Linked DNA regions of Mus musculus: regions 1, 2 and 4 are each linked to region 3. Evidence: chromatin contacts called from public HiCAR-type and promoter capture Hi-C data. All regions are on one chromosome and are shown on one strand. The core of a region is the stretch at or near the end of the contact, and the rest is flanking DNA. Distances in the headings are between cores, read along the strand shown.

Region 1 (2,700 bases), core at 106-2,605, 1.9 Mb after region 3:
CGAGGAAAGGTGGTCATGATGGCATTAATGCAAACCATTCCTTCTGAGTGCTGCTTCCAAAGTGAATTTCCGAGAGCTTTCGTCCTCCCTGTCCCTCACTCCACATAAGACCATCTCTGGGCTGATGAGATGGCTCGGCAGGTAAAGGGCCTGCTCTAAACTGACTGCTCTTCCGAAGGTCCTGAGTTCAAATCCCAGCAACCACATGGTGGCTCACAACCATCCATAATGAGATCTGACACCTTCTTCTGGTGTGTCTGAAGTCAGCTACAGTGAACTTAGGTATAATAATAATAATAATAATAATAATAATAATAATAATAATAATAATAAAGGCAATCTCTGATCCTTTCTAAGATCCCTTTACTCTTATTTTGAATGATCCTAGAGTTCTCTGGATTCCTCCAGCGAACACCCTGAGCACGGAGAGCAGGTGACCAACCCTCAATTAAGGCAGGCACTGGGTGCGGCTGGGGTGGGGGGTGAGGTGGGGTGGGGTGGGAAAGCGACTCTTCTAAGAACACGAAAAACTGGGATAGGGTTATCAATCTGGATGTCGGGGGCGGGGTTGGGGGTTGGGGGGAAATGTGAAGCTCTCTTGCCTTTGAAGGCCAATCCTCCCACGCTGCAGCCCTCGAATAGCAGGGACACTGAGTCTCCACAAAACCACCACCTCTCGGGTCCGCGTCACCCCCGCCCGCATTTGTGAACTGCAAGAGGTGAGCCCCAAGGCCGGAGTCCAGAAGATCCGGCTCTCCCCACGCCTCCCCGGGAAGAACAGCGCAGACATCCGGAGCCTGAACAACAGGTCCTTTGAACACCTTCCAGGACGAGGAAGTATGGCCCACTGACTGCTGGAAGGGATAGTGCAGACAAGGACACAATCCCTGCAGACCCGCTACTCTGTTTTCAGTCCTCAGCCCTTCCCTGGTCCCCAGCCCCACCGCAAAATCTGAGTCAAGCAAAGGATCCCGAAGGCGCGCGTAGGCGCAGAGTTCCGTCTGCGTAGGATGTCCCTGTCTGTCCCGGAGTAAAGTTAGGTACTGAAGGAAAATAGTCTCTCTGTACATCTGAGGACCAGACCTCGGGGGCGACCGGCGACCACCCACCTTGTGCCTGCGCCTCCATGGTGGCCGGTTTGGAGCTGAGCACCGCGGAGAACACGCGGACTCCTCGCAGAGCAGCAGATGGTAGCGATTCCCGAGCTCGGAAGACAGCTAGCCCCGCCGCCCGTGCCCTCTCCCGGCGCGCGTGTCGCGAGCATTCGTGGAGGGGGCGGGGTACTGGCGGCGGCCACCACTGGCCGCTGCTGGTTACCTCCGCCCCTTCCAATCCACCTAGGCTACACAGCGCAACCGAGAACGCCAGGTCGGGCGCCACCTGCCGGCCGCTCTGCGCACCCAGTGGGAGGCTTCCCCTCCAGCACACAAACGCGCAGACAACCAACACCATAGCCCAGAAGCCCACAAGACACAAATGCCTTGGCAGGAAGGAGGTAGGGAGCGCAGGGGTACAATGCTGAGCCATTGGTCCTGGTGGAGACAGTCAGGTTAGGTTCCTGGGCGCCCCAGTACCATATTCTTTTTGTCAACTGACCATTATATAACTTTGTTATATGCCCATTTATAGAACCCTTACTTAATGTAATTGGCTCATTTAACATTGAGCATACAGTGCTCGGACAAAAACACAGTTTATTAAGGTTATGTAATGTGTATACTTCTTCTATAAAGTTCATCACACTATATTGCACTTAGGGTGTTGGGCATGAATCTAGTTTGAAACGAAACTGGGCAGTGCTGGCGTGGGGGGTAGGGGCTGCAATATTTTGAGATTTTTGTTTACTCCAACAGGCAGAAGAAAAACTGAGTTTGGTGTTACAAGCAAATCCGAGTGAAAAGTGACAAAGGAACATGGAGCCTAAGACACATTAATAGGACATGTGTCTTGTTATCCCGAGCCTGTAGGCTGTGTCACTAGATTGGTGTAGGAGTCCTTTTCAGAGAAGACTAAAACTTCAGTCCTGTGTCAAGGCTTGTCTGCTGGTGTAACTGGAAAGCTAACAGTATGAATGGGCGCTCACACGTCACCCCCACCAGTCTCTACGTACTTCCTTTTCCTCAGCGTCTCACAAACTTCATGAAACAGTCTAGCATTTTCTTATGCTTGGTGTTACATAATTTGCAATTTTGCGTGAAAGGGTGTCATTCTCTTTCTCTATAAAATAGATGGGGGAGTCTGGTGAGATTGAAGGTGTTTATTATATTAAATCTCCTGTAATTTCTGCCAAAGAGCCTCAAGTAGATTTACACTCAGGAAAGATAGTGATTAATCAATCAAAAAGTCGTATTTTTACCACACCCAAGTTACTCTCAAAGTTACAGGATAAAATACAAAAATGGGTGTCCTTTCCCTTGAAAGAAAGAATACTGGTGGTTTTGTGGCATGCACACGAGCATGCCAGTGGTTTGGGTTGGGTGGTTTGTCTGTTTGTTTTTCTCAGTTTTGTGTTGAAGATCTCATAGGTATGTAATCAATTTCATGACATTTACCCTATAATGACTTTTAGTGAAAGTTACCAGGCAGGTACAAAGTGGCTACTGGATGATGAAATCACTTTTAGAGTCTATTCAGGTTTTCTGGTCGTCTTAATCCTAGAAATTAAACACCAAGTCACAACAGTTGACTCCCAGCTGTTAA
Region 2 (2,700 bases), core at 91-2,590, 1.3 Mb after region 3:
CTTTTCATGCTTTAACTTTGAAAATGAAACTGTGCCACCAGCCTTAAAACCAAGCTGATATCTCGAGAAGCTGCAATTCACCTTGAGTTTACTAAAAGGTATTTTTAGACTGCAAGGTTCAATCAAGTGATTATTTGGTGGTGTAGTTGGTCCATTAATGTATACTCTCCTAGGACTTTCTGTCACTTTGAAATTCACAGGTACTATGCTTCTTTAGTGTCTTAAACTCTCCAGGTCCTCTCTAGTTTTGAGAAGTTCTATTACCACCCCTTCGGCTCACTTCTGGGTCTTAATTCGAAATCAACTGACTCCTTCCTCACCCCTTCTAGTGACAGCCTACGGTTTCATTTTTTTTTTTAATACTTTAACAATGAGAGAGTTGGTAAACTGTCTCATAAGCATCGTTTTTGCTTTAGCTATTTTTCCGGCTTTGATTTCTACGTCTTAAAATAAGCCCGTGAAATAAATCCAGTTTTCTATATGCGGGAAGGATTTCACTCTTTGAGTGACAGCTGCAAATAAATAAATAAGGTGCTTCTGGGCAAGCCAATTAGAAGCAATTATCATTTGACCCCCCCCCGCCTCTAAAATGGTTGGGTAATCTTGCTGTCACAGGAAACAGGAGGTCTGTCTTCTGTGATCAGAACCTTGATCTCCTGGAGACTAAAGGACAAGCAGGCAAAGCAATGCTGTCTCATCTGCTCCTTATATCTGTCACTCATGGGTGGGTCAGCCAGATCACCCTCTGTCGACCTGCGCAGCTCAGCCTGTTTAGCTCAGATGCTTTACCTCCTCAAAAACTCAAGTCGCGATCCCAGTTTCTCTCAAAACAGAAATCCAGTTGTTTTTCTTTTCTCCTGACCTATTTTGGAACTGTCCCTAAATACAGTTCCAGTACCGGGGGCGTCGCCCGGACGTGCCAGTATGCGTGTCCTGTGCTGACAGCCCTGGACCCTCCCTCGCCATCTCCTGCACGCTCCAGTCCAGCTCCCTTCCAGTCGCTCCCACGCCTAGTGTGAACTCCATCTCTCGCCCCACCCGACTCTAGCACCCGCTTCCCGGGGAAAACGGTCTCCTCTCCACCCGAAGCTCCCCGGACACCCTCCCGCTTTTCCGCGCTCACCCAGGGTAATTGTTCTCGCTCCCCACGTCGATGGTCTCGTCCAGGTCGCTTTCGGAGGTCGTTTCCTCACAAGGGCGCTTCATCGCGACGAAGGAGGAGCAGCTACTGTCGCCTAGCGGAACGCAGCGCGCTCCCCGCGGGCTTCCTCCCTCCCTCCCTGCCCGGCTTCTGCAGGCGCCGCTCCCTCGGCGGCGCGGTCGGCTCCTGGAGGTTCTTTCCCACGCTGCAGCCCAGCCAGGGCGCAAGACCCGGTACTGGCCACGCCCCCCAGCGCGGGCGGGGCCCCTCCGCTTCTTCGTGTGCCCGCCCTGGCCACTCTCCAGGCCCCGCCTCCCTGGGACGGTGTGGCTTTCTATTGGTTAATATGGAGGGGCGGACCCGCGCTGGCCAATGGCTGCCGAGAGGCGTTGGCAGAGGCGTGGGAATGCCACCGCGCACCTGGGAGCCGGGAGTGGAGCGCTGGGGTTGACCGCCGGCGGCGGGAGCGGGCGCAGGCGCGAGAGCGCATGGGGCGGGCGTGTCGGGCGAGGGCTCCTGGGTTTTGGGCCATCACCTGCAAGCCGTGATCTCTCCCGCCGAGTTTCTACCCTCGGTTTAAAGAATAACCGCTAGCGCGTGGCTGAGTGCGAGTGAGCGTGTGTGACGTCTAGGGTGGGAGTGCTAGGCTCGGCGACCCACCCCTCTGGGCTGTCCCTCTTCTGGATCAAGCTGCTGAGTGGCTGACCGGAGCGGTCATGTTGACCCTCAGGGGATTTTGAAAGCTTTAAGTCAAAGTTTTTTTTTTTTTTTTTTCACCCTGCCAGCTCCCCAGCCTCTAGGTTGTGGTCAGATAAAGGACGCCCGCTCACCGGTCCAGGTGCCTAACTGCAGGAGGTTGTCCCCGTGCATTGTTGGATTAGTCACCTCTGGTTACTTCCTTTGTATCTCTGGACACAGAAACTGGAGGGAGGGGGTGTAACTATCTCGGTAAATGGCAGGCTTGAGTGGTCTTCCTACTGATGGGAAGAGGGATTGTAGGACACAAATCTGAGTAGGTTTTCGAGTTCAAAGTTCTCGGATTTGGATTATCCAAATTAAATGTCCCAGTCATCCCTCCAGTTTCTCCGGTGTGTGCAGCCACGGAGTTCTTTAGCATCCGGGGAGAGGATTTGTATTTACTTGTACACTGTATTTGTTTTGTAAAGTTTGCCCAGATCGCTAGTTCTTAGTGCACGTACAGCATGGATTGTGTAAACTCCAGGTGTGGTGTTCAGACTCCGTTTTTAAGTCTCTGTCTCTCTCTGCATACTGTGGGGATTTTTTAGCAGGCTCTGCCGACTTTTCCGCGCGCTCAGGAAGTGAGCAAGACAGTCTCGGGGAGTCTGGCGTGAGCTAGACCATCTGGCGCTGTAGCGCTGGGTGGGTTAGTGGAGGTCTAGAGACTCCACATGGTGCTCTTTGTGCTTGGTGGAAAAAGGCCTTTGAGAAAAGAAGACATCCATCAATCACCGAGACCCTCCACCTTACACAGATAATTATCTTTCTGGAAATCTGACTAAGGCACCCTTTCCAAACTCCATTCCTTGGTTACACTAGAC
Region 3 (2,700 bases), core at 47-2,546:
GCAACTCAGCAGACAGTCGTGGAAGCCCTGGCGCCTCAGCGCCACTCCACTCGTGCGCTTCGTGGGAAGCTGCAGCGCGGGAGCTTGCTCACTGTCCCTTGGGCCCGCCCCAGGTTGATTGACTAGACTACCATAAAACAACCTAGGGGGAGGGGCAGCCAAGGTTCCCGGAGCCAGGCGGGAATTTGGGATGATCCCAGTCTCCTTGCCTGCCATTATCAAACAACCCAAAGGCAGGGAGACCCAACTGCCTGGGGCTCTAGGCCTCCGTCGGAGCCTCAAAGGAAAGCACAAATCCCTACAGCGAATCTAGGAAAGAAAGAAAGATTTCCAGATCCTGATTTACAGGGGGGGGGGGGGGGGGGGGGGGGCAGACTAGCACCGGGTGCACCGACTCCAGTACTGGTTTGTGTACTGGAGTAGAAGAGCCAGTGCCCCGAGTTGCTATCTCCTGTGGGAGGCATAGGGTGTAGGTTGAAAAGACTGTTTCCTCCAGCAGCTGGGTCTGGGCAGGCAAAACCAGCTGACAGGTGAATGTGGTGGAAGGGAGCAAAGACATAACGCAAAGCAAAACCAAAACAACAACAACAAAAACAAACAACAACAATACCCCCTCCTCTCCCACTCCCCCCCCCAAAAAAAAAGAAAACCCCAAACTTACTTCTTCGCTGGCGCCTTCCTCGGGAGGCGTTTTGGCTGCCAATGTATTCCATAAAGTTCAAAATGATAAAAAAACAAGAAATCAGTCGCAAGTGCATAGTAACCCTGTAATGTTTCCCTTTTTTCTCTCCTTTTTCTTTTCACTGTTAGTTATATTTAATGTTTTTTTTTAAAGAAAAATATGTATGTAGGTGTTAGGCGAGTCTATACGAAGAGTAGAAAAACCAGAGCAGCGGGACTTCTCCACTGAGATCCAACAGGCGTGCTGTGATGGCAAGCGAAGCGGGACGGGTGGACCGGGAAACCAACAATTGCATTCTCAAATTGTCCGAACACAGCCGGCTGCTCTGGGGTGGCTGTCATCGCCGCGAGCGAAGGTTGCAGGAGCCTCCTGGCTGGCCGCAGGTTAGCCTCGGTTGCACAGCAGCGGCGGCTGCGGGCGGAATCCAGGCGAGCAGTGGCCCCTGGGGCTCAGAGGCTGCAGCGGCTGCGGCTGTGGCAGGGACCCCGGGAGCGCAGGGAAGCGGACGCCGTGGGTACCGCAGCCATGGTCAAGGGGCGCTGGAGAGACCCGAGCTGCTTCTGGCGTTCTGAGCAGGAGCCGCTCCAGTGTTGGGCCGGGCTAGGAGCACCCCATAGGGAAGGAGGAGGAGGGAGGGGGAGACGGGATGGCTGCGGGGGGCGGGGGGAGCTCGGGGACGGGGAGGAGCAACAACCCGGAGCGACCTCAATAACTTTCAATTTCAAGAGGGAAAGAGGGAGCTGGAAAAGTACAGGCGTTGCGATTTGGCAGATGGACGGGAAGAGGCGCCTAAGGGGTCCCGGGTCTGTGGCGGAGCATCTCTGGACTCAGCAAAGACGGCGGGAGAACGGGAGCAGGGTTGGGGGAGGGACAATTTGAACCCGGCAAGGTGGGCGCACTGGGGTTTGGTGGTTTCTGTCCCAGCTGTACCAAATACCCCAGACCCAATGCTTCTGTTGTCCTTGGCCTCTGGCAGATCTAACCACATAGTAGTGGCCATGTCCTTCAGTTCTTCAGAGACCCTGCCTCACTCCAGCAACTGCTCTTGGGAAGTTCACCACTCGACTCTCTTGTTCCTAATTTCTTGGGATTTCTGGATACAGATGCCCTCTCAACTCTTAGCCTTTCTCAGTGTCTCTCTGTTGCTTTAACCCTCCCCTCCCCCCCAACTCCCTCCCCCCCCTTTTTCCAGGGAAAGTAGCTGTGGTTGTGTTGTGTGGTCTCAAGGGGCTTAGGTGGGAGTTTACCCTTCAACTTGAAGGTGCTTTACCTGATCCTAAGGGGAGGACCCAGAGGTGTGAGCTCTCTGGGTAACCTGGATGGAAAAGCAATTGTACTGTGGCTTTCTTCCAAGCCCAGCCTTTGCTCTGCAAGATCCCCCCTCCCTCAGGCACTTCCCTAAGTAGTCACTGTTAAAGAGTGTTAATCTCTCTCTCTCTCTCTCTCTCTCTCTCTCTCTCTCTCTCTCTCTCTCATCTTCTTATGCTGTTGAGAGGATCTGTTGTACATTCTGGTTTCTCATCTGGGGGACTGAGAATACTATGTGGAAAGATTGTCTCCATTTGGTGATAATGAGTAAAGGTCCATTTCCATTTCTTGCTTCTGTTTCCAGAGCAAGGGGAGTGGGAGTAGAGGGCTCTTGGCAGTAGAGAGAGAGAGAGAGAGAGAGAGAGAGAGAGAGAGAGAGAGAGAATCAGGTTCTCAGGTTAAACCACTACCAGGGAAAAGACCAGGCCCTGGGATGACTTCCGCTGTTGGGCATCCTACCTCTTCTTCTGTAGCACAGACACTTATAGTTACTGAATTGTTTTGTTGGAGGTCACAAGCCTCAAAGCATTTTTAATGTAAACCTGTCCTAAGGGTGCTGATGAGTATTCTGAAGGATTCTTTTGTAATGCTAAAGCTTTATGCAGCATTGGATTACAGGCAGGCCACTTTGAAACCAACTGAGATTTGCAGGAGTGCCTTCAATGTATGCGTTGATAAGTTAGAGGAGAAGCAAATGCCACAGCTCCTGC
Region 4 (2,700 bases), core at 103-2,602, 1.8 Mb after region 3:
GATTCAAACACTCTGATTAGAGTGACTAACAGTATGATTTATAGGGAGAAAGCAGATAGGGACTATATATAAAACCAGGAATAGGGCTTTCTACACCTAGGACCTTAGCATAGCAAGGCAGCCTGGTGGTGCTGGCATTTGAAGCTTGTGCTTTATAGATAACACAAACCACTCACCTACTTCAGTGCTGGAGAGCACTTGGGACCTCATGCACAGCTACACTACACTGCCAACTTTTCATTTCTTCTGTAGAGCTGACTTTAGAATCCTGGATGCTGCTCATGGATGCTACTTCAGTGCTGGAGAGCACTTGGGACCTCATGCACAGCTACACTATACTGCCAACTTTTCATTTCTTCTGTAGAGCTGACTTTAGAATCCTGGATGCTGCTCATGGATGCTGCCTCAGGGTTCTGTAGAATCTACTGAGCAACATTCTATACCAACATTATGCTATGATGACTATACATTTTCTAGTATAGTTCCCGGTATAGTATTCGGGCTCATATGGAAGAGGTGGTAGGTATATCAAGTAGTGAGAAACGAGAACAGACAATGGTTCATTAGAACCATCACCTTTTAGGGCCCTGTAAATAAATAAACCTACTTTGTTACAAATAAAATTGGAATTCCTTTTTATTTCTCTTTCTTCTTGAATCTTATTCATATCCTCGACTCCCTCTGCTTGAATTTGTCCATATCCATTAACTGCATTTAAAAGTTTGTACCATCAAATTGTCAATGGAAACTAGTCAGGTAGTCCTGGAAGATCCTGATCAGTTTCCTGGCAGAATGGATGCTTGTGGTTTCACCATGGGCTTCCTCTTACTAGCCCATTTCCTGCTTCCTCCAAAGTTTCCTGGTATGTCTGCCAAGCATTGCCTCCCTTCACAGGCTTGCCCAGTGCCTTTGTTAAACTGGTTAAGCGAAGCTTCTTATAGCTAGCTCTTCCTGCCAATCAGACACTGGGCTTCTAAGAAGCAAGGTTTGCAGGCATTATCCAGCTTCATCCTCCTTAGGCCTTTCTGCCCTTAGCGTCAAGCTGCGATTCCTGTGAAAGTTGATGGTTACTTGGGCAGAGACCATCCAAAGTCTGAGCACAGACCTTAGTACAGAGAAAGTGCTCTACCAAAGGAGGAAGTGGGGCTGTGAGGAGGAGCCAAAGGGTGGGGAGGAGCTGAAGGAGGGCGGGGAGGAGCTGAAGGAGGGCGGGGAGGAGCTGAAGGAGGGCGGGGAGGAGCTGAAGAAGGGCGGGGAGGAGCTGAAGGAGGGCGGGGAGGAGCTGAAGGAGGGCGGGGAGGAGCTGAAGGGGAATGGGGAGGGGCTTGAGGTTGACACCGCCCAGCTCTTATGCACTTCAGCATGGCTTTGGCCTCGTCCGGCTCTGGAGCCGGGCTGTTGCGTTTTCTGCGTCTAGTTGGGCAGCTCAAGGTGAGCGGGTGGGATCGGCTTGGCCGGGAGGCGGTGCGGCCCAGCTCAGGCACCGACCTCACGCAACCTCCCTCGCTCAGCCCGGCGTTGCTGGCGGGTACGCAGCCGAGGCTGGACCGGGGACTCGTGCACGCTCCATGCCCAGCGCGGCCACAACCCAGGCCATGGCGATGCTGCGGAGCGGCAGCGGAAGGCAGGAGCCGAAACCCCTGCACGTAGGCTGTGGAAACCTTCCTCTATCACCGTGACTTCCGGAACTGTTGGTTTCAGTAAATCGGTTTCAGCGTGCACCAGCCCTTGCTTGGCAGAGCTTGTGCAGAGCCCCCTTTGTTCCAAGATGAGCTGTTCTGTAACACTGCGACTATTTGTGAAATTCGTTAGATGCATAGAACTCCCAGAGAAAATGCAGACTTACACAGGTTGAGAAGTAGTGAAAGGCTTGACTGCCATGGAAACTCCTCCAAGCCATCTGAGTTAGAATTGGAGAGTCTGTCACATGTTGCATGTACAAAATATTCTATTATTGTATGAAATGAGTTTTTGGACGGCACAAACCTACTACTCTCATAGTTAGGAATAATACTGGGGCTTTGCTTTGCATTTTTCCTAACTACACCACAGATGAACAGCACAGGCTGGCAGCCTGGAACTTGGGTCTTCACCTGTTGAGTTCTTAGATTCCAGGCGTGTACCACCAGGCGTACCACCAGTTTTGCTTTTATGTCTAAAAACTTTTTGTGTATTATCCCATAGTTATACTTCACTAGCACAGAGTAAAGACTATTGGACTTTTGTATACTTTTGAACATTTTTGTATATTTGTGAATTGTCCACTCACTAGTGAGATTTCAGATTTTTATCGATATGATTAGTTTAAATGAAACATTTTTAAAAAAATAGGTTTGAAACCACGACTCAGCTGACATGTGGCTCTGTGGCCATTCTCTGGCATTTTCTTGAAGAGCACCTGTCATTTTTTGTTGTTGTTCCCAGGGATAGTGTTTTGTTTAATTCCTTATCTTATTTATTAGAGAGTTCCACGGACTGGCTGGGTATACAGAAATGTCGAAAAGCCAGAAAGCGTGTCAGATCACATGTACCGGATGGCAGTTATGGCCATGGTGACCAGAGATGACCGTCTTAACAAGGATAGGTAAGTTATTTGAACATTGATGCTTATGAAGGTTTCTGGACTCTGTGTGAGGATGACTTCAGTTGTAAACTATAGTAAGTTTTCTGTTACATTCTGCGTTGGTCTCAGGGGAAACA

The links. Promoter capture Hi-C pulls out the DNA fragments that hold promoters and counts their contacts. HiCAR-type assays count read pairs that join an accessible place to other places.
Region 1: a promoter capture Hi-C map of embryonic stem cells shows a contact between it and region 3, with 5 times the contacts expected there. The contact joins the promoter of Tpd52l1 here to the promoter of Rspo3 in region 3. A contact is called at or near these places in 4 of 39 promoter capture datasets (the C10 cell line, cranial neural crest, embryonic stem cells and 1 more), 1 of 115 datasets of contacts at active chromatin or transcription factors (stem cell-derived neural progenitor cells) and 1 of 9 other capture datasets (liver).
Region 2: a contact with region 3 is called in a HiCAR-type map of astrocytes, with 4 times the contacts expected there. The contact joins the promoter of Hey2 here to the promoter of Rspo3 in region 3. A contact is called at or near these places in 14 of 39 promoter capture datasets (the 3T3-L1 cell line, the C10 cell line, the HPC-7 cell line and 8 more), 2 of 484 Hi-C or Micro-C datasets (both in embryonic stem cells), 8 of 115 datasets of contacts at active chromatin or transcription factors (astrocytes, embryonic forebrain, embryonic midbrain and 4 more) and 1 of 9 other capture datasets (embryonic stem cells).
Region 4: a promoter capture Hi-C map of embryonic stem cells shows a contact between it and region 3, with 7 times the contacts expected there. The contact joins the promoter of Hddc2 here to the promoter of Rspo3 in region 3. A contact is called at or near these places in 15 of 39 promoter capture datasets (the 3T3-L1 cell line, 3T3-L1-derived adipocytes, the C10 cell line and 9 more), 4 of 15 datasets of contacts at CTCF or cohesin (embryonic stem cells, large pre-B cells, pro-B cells and 1 more), 19 of 484 Hi-C or Micro-C datasets (the G1E-ER4 cell line, the MNK3 cell line, the N1E-115 cell line and 15 more), 9 of 115 datasets of contacts at active chromatin or transcription factors (astrocytes, embryonic forebrain, embryonic limb bud and 5 more) and 1 of 9 other capture datasets (embryonic stem cells).

The regions. Positions count from the first base shown.
Region 1 is chr10:31,444,603-31,447,302 of GRCm38.p6, forward strand. It overlaps Tpd52l1 (tumor protein D52-like 1), which reads right to left and starts at 1,356. Exons shown (of 8, transcript NM_001359364.1): 1 at 1,110-1,356. The coding sequence starts at 1,128.
Region 2 is chr10:30,841,443-30,844,142 of GRCm38.p6, forward strand. It overlaps Hey2 (hairy/enhancer-of-split related with YRPW motif 2), which reads right to left and starts at 1,341. Exons shown (of 5, transcript NM_013904.1): 1 at 1,124-1,341. The coding sequence starts at 1,206.
Region 3 is chr10:29,534,571-29,537,270 of GRCm38.p6, forward strand. It overlaps Rspo3 (R-spondin 3), which reads right to left and starts at 1,297. Exons shown (of 5, transcript NM_028351.3): 1 at 662-1,297. The coding sequence starts at 758.
Region 4 is chr10:31,312,053-31,314,752 of GRCm38.p6, forward strand. Hddc2 (HD domain containing 2) reads left to right here and starts at 1,353. Exons shown (of 6, transcript NM_027168.2): 1 at 1,353-1,431; 2 at 2,463-2,584. The coding sequence starts at 1,363.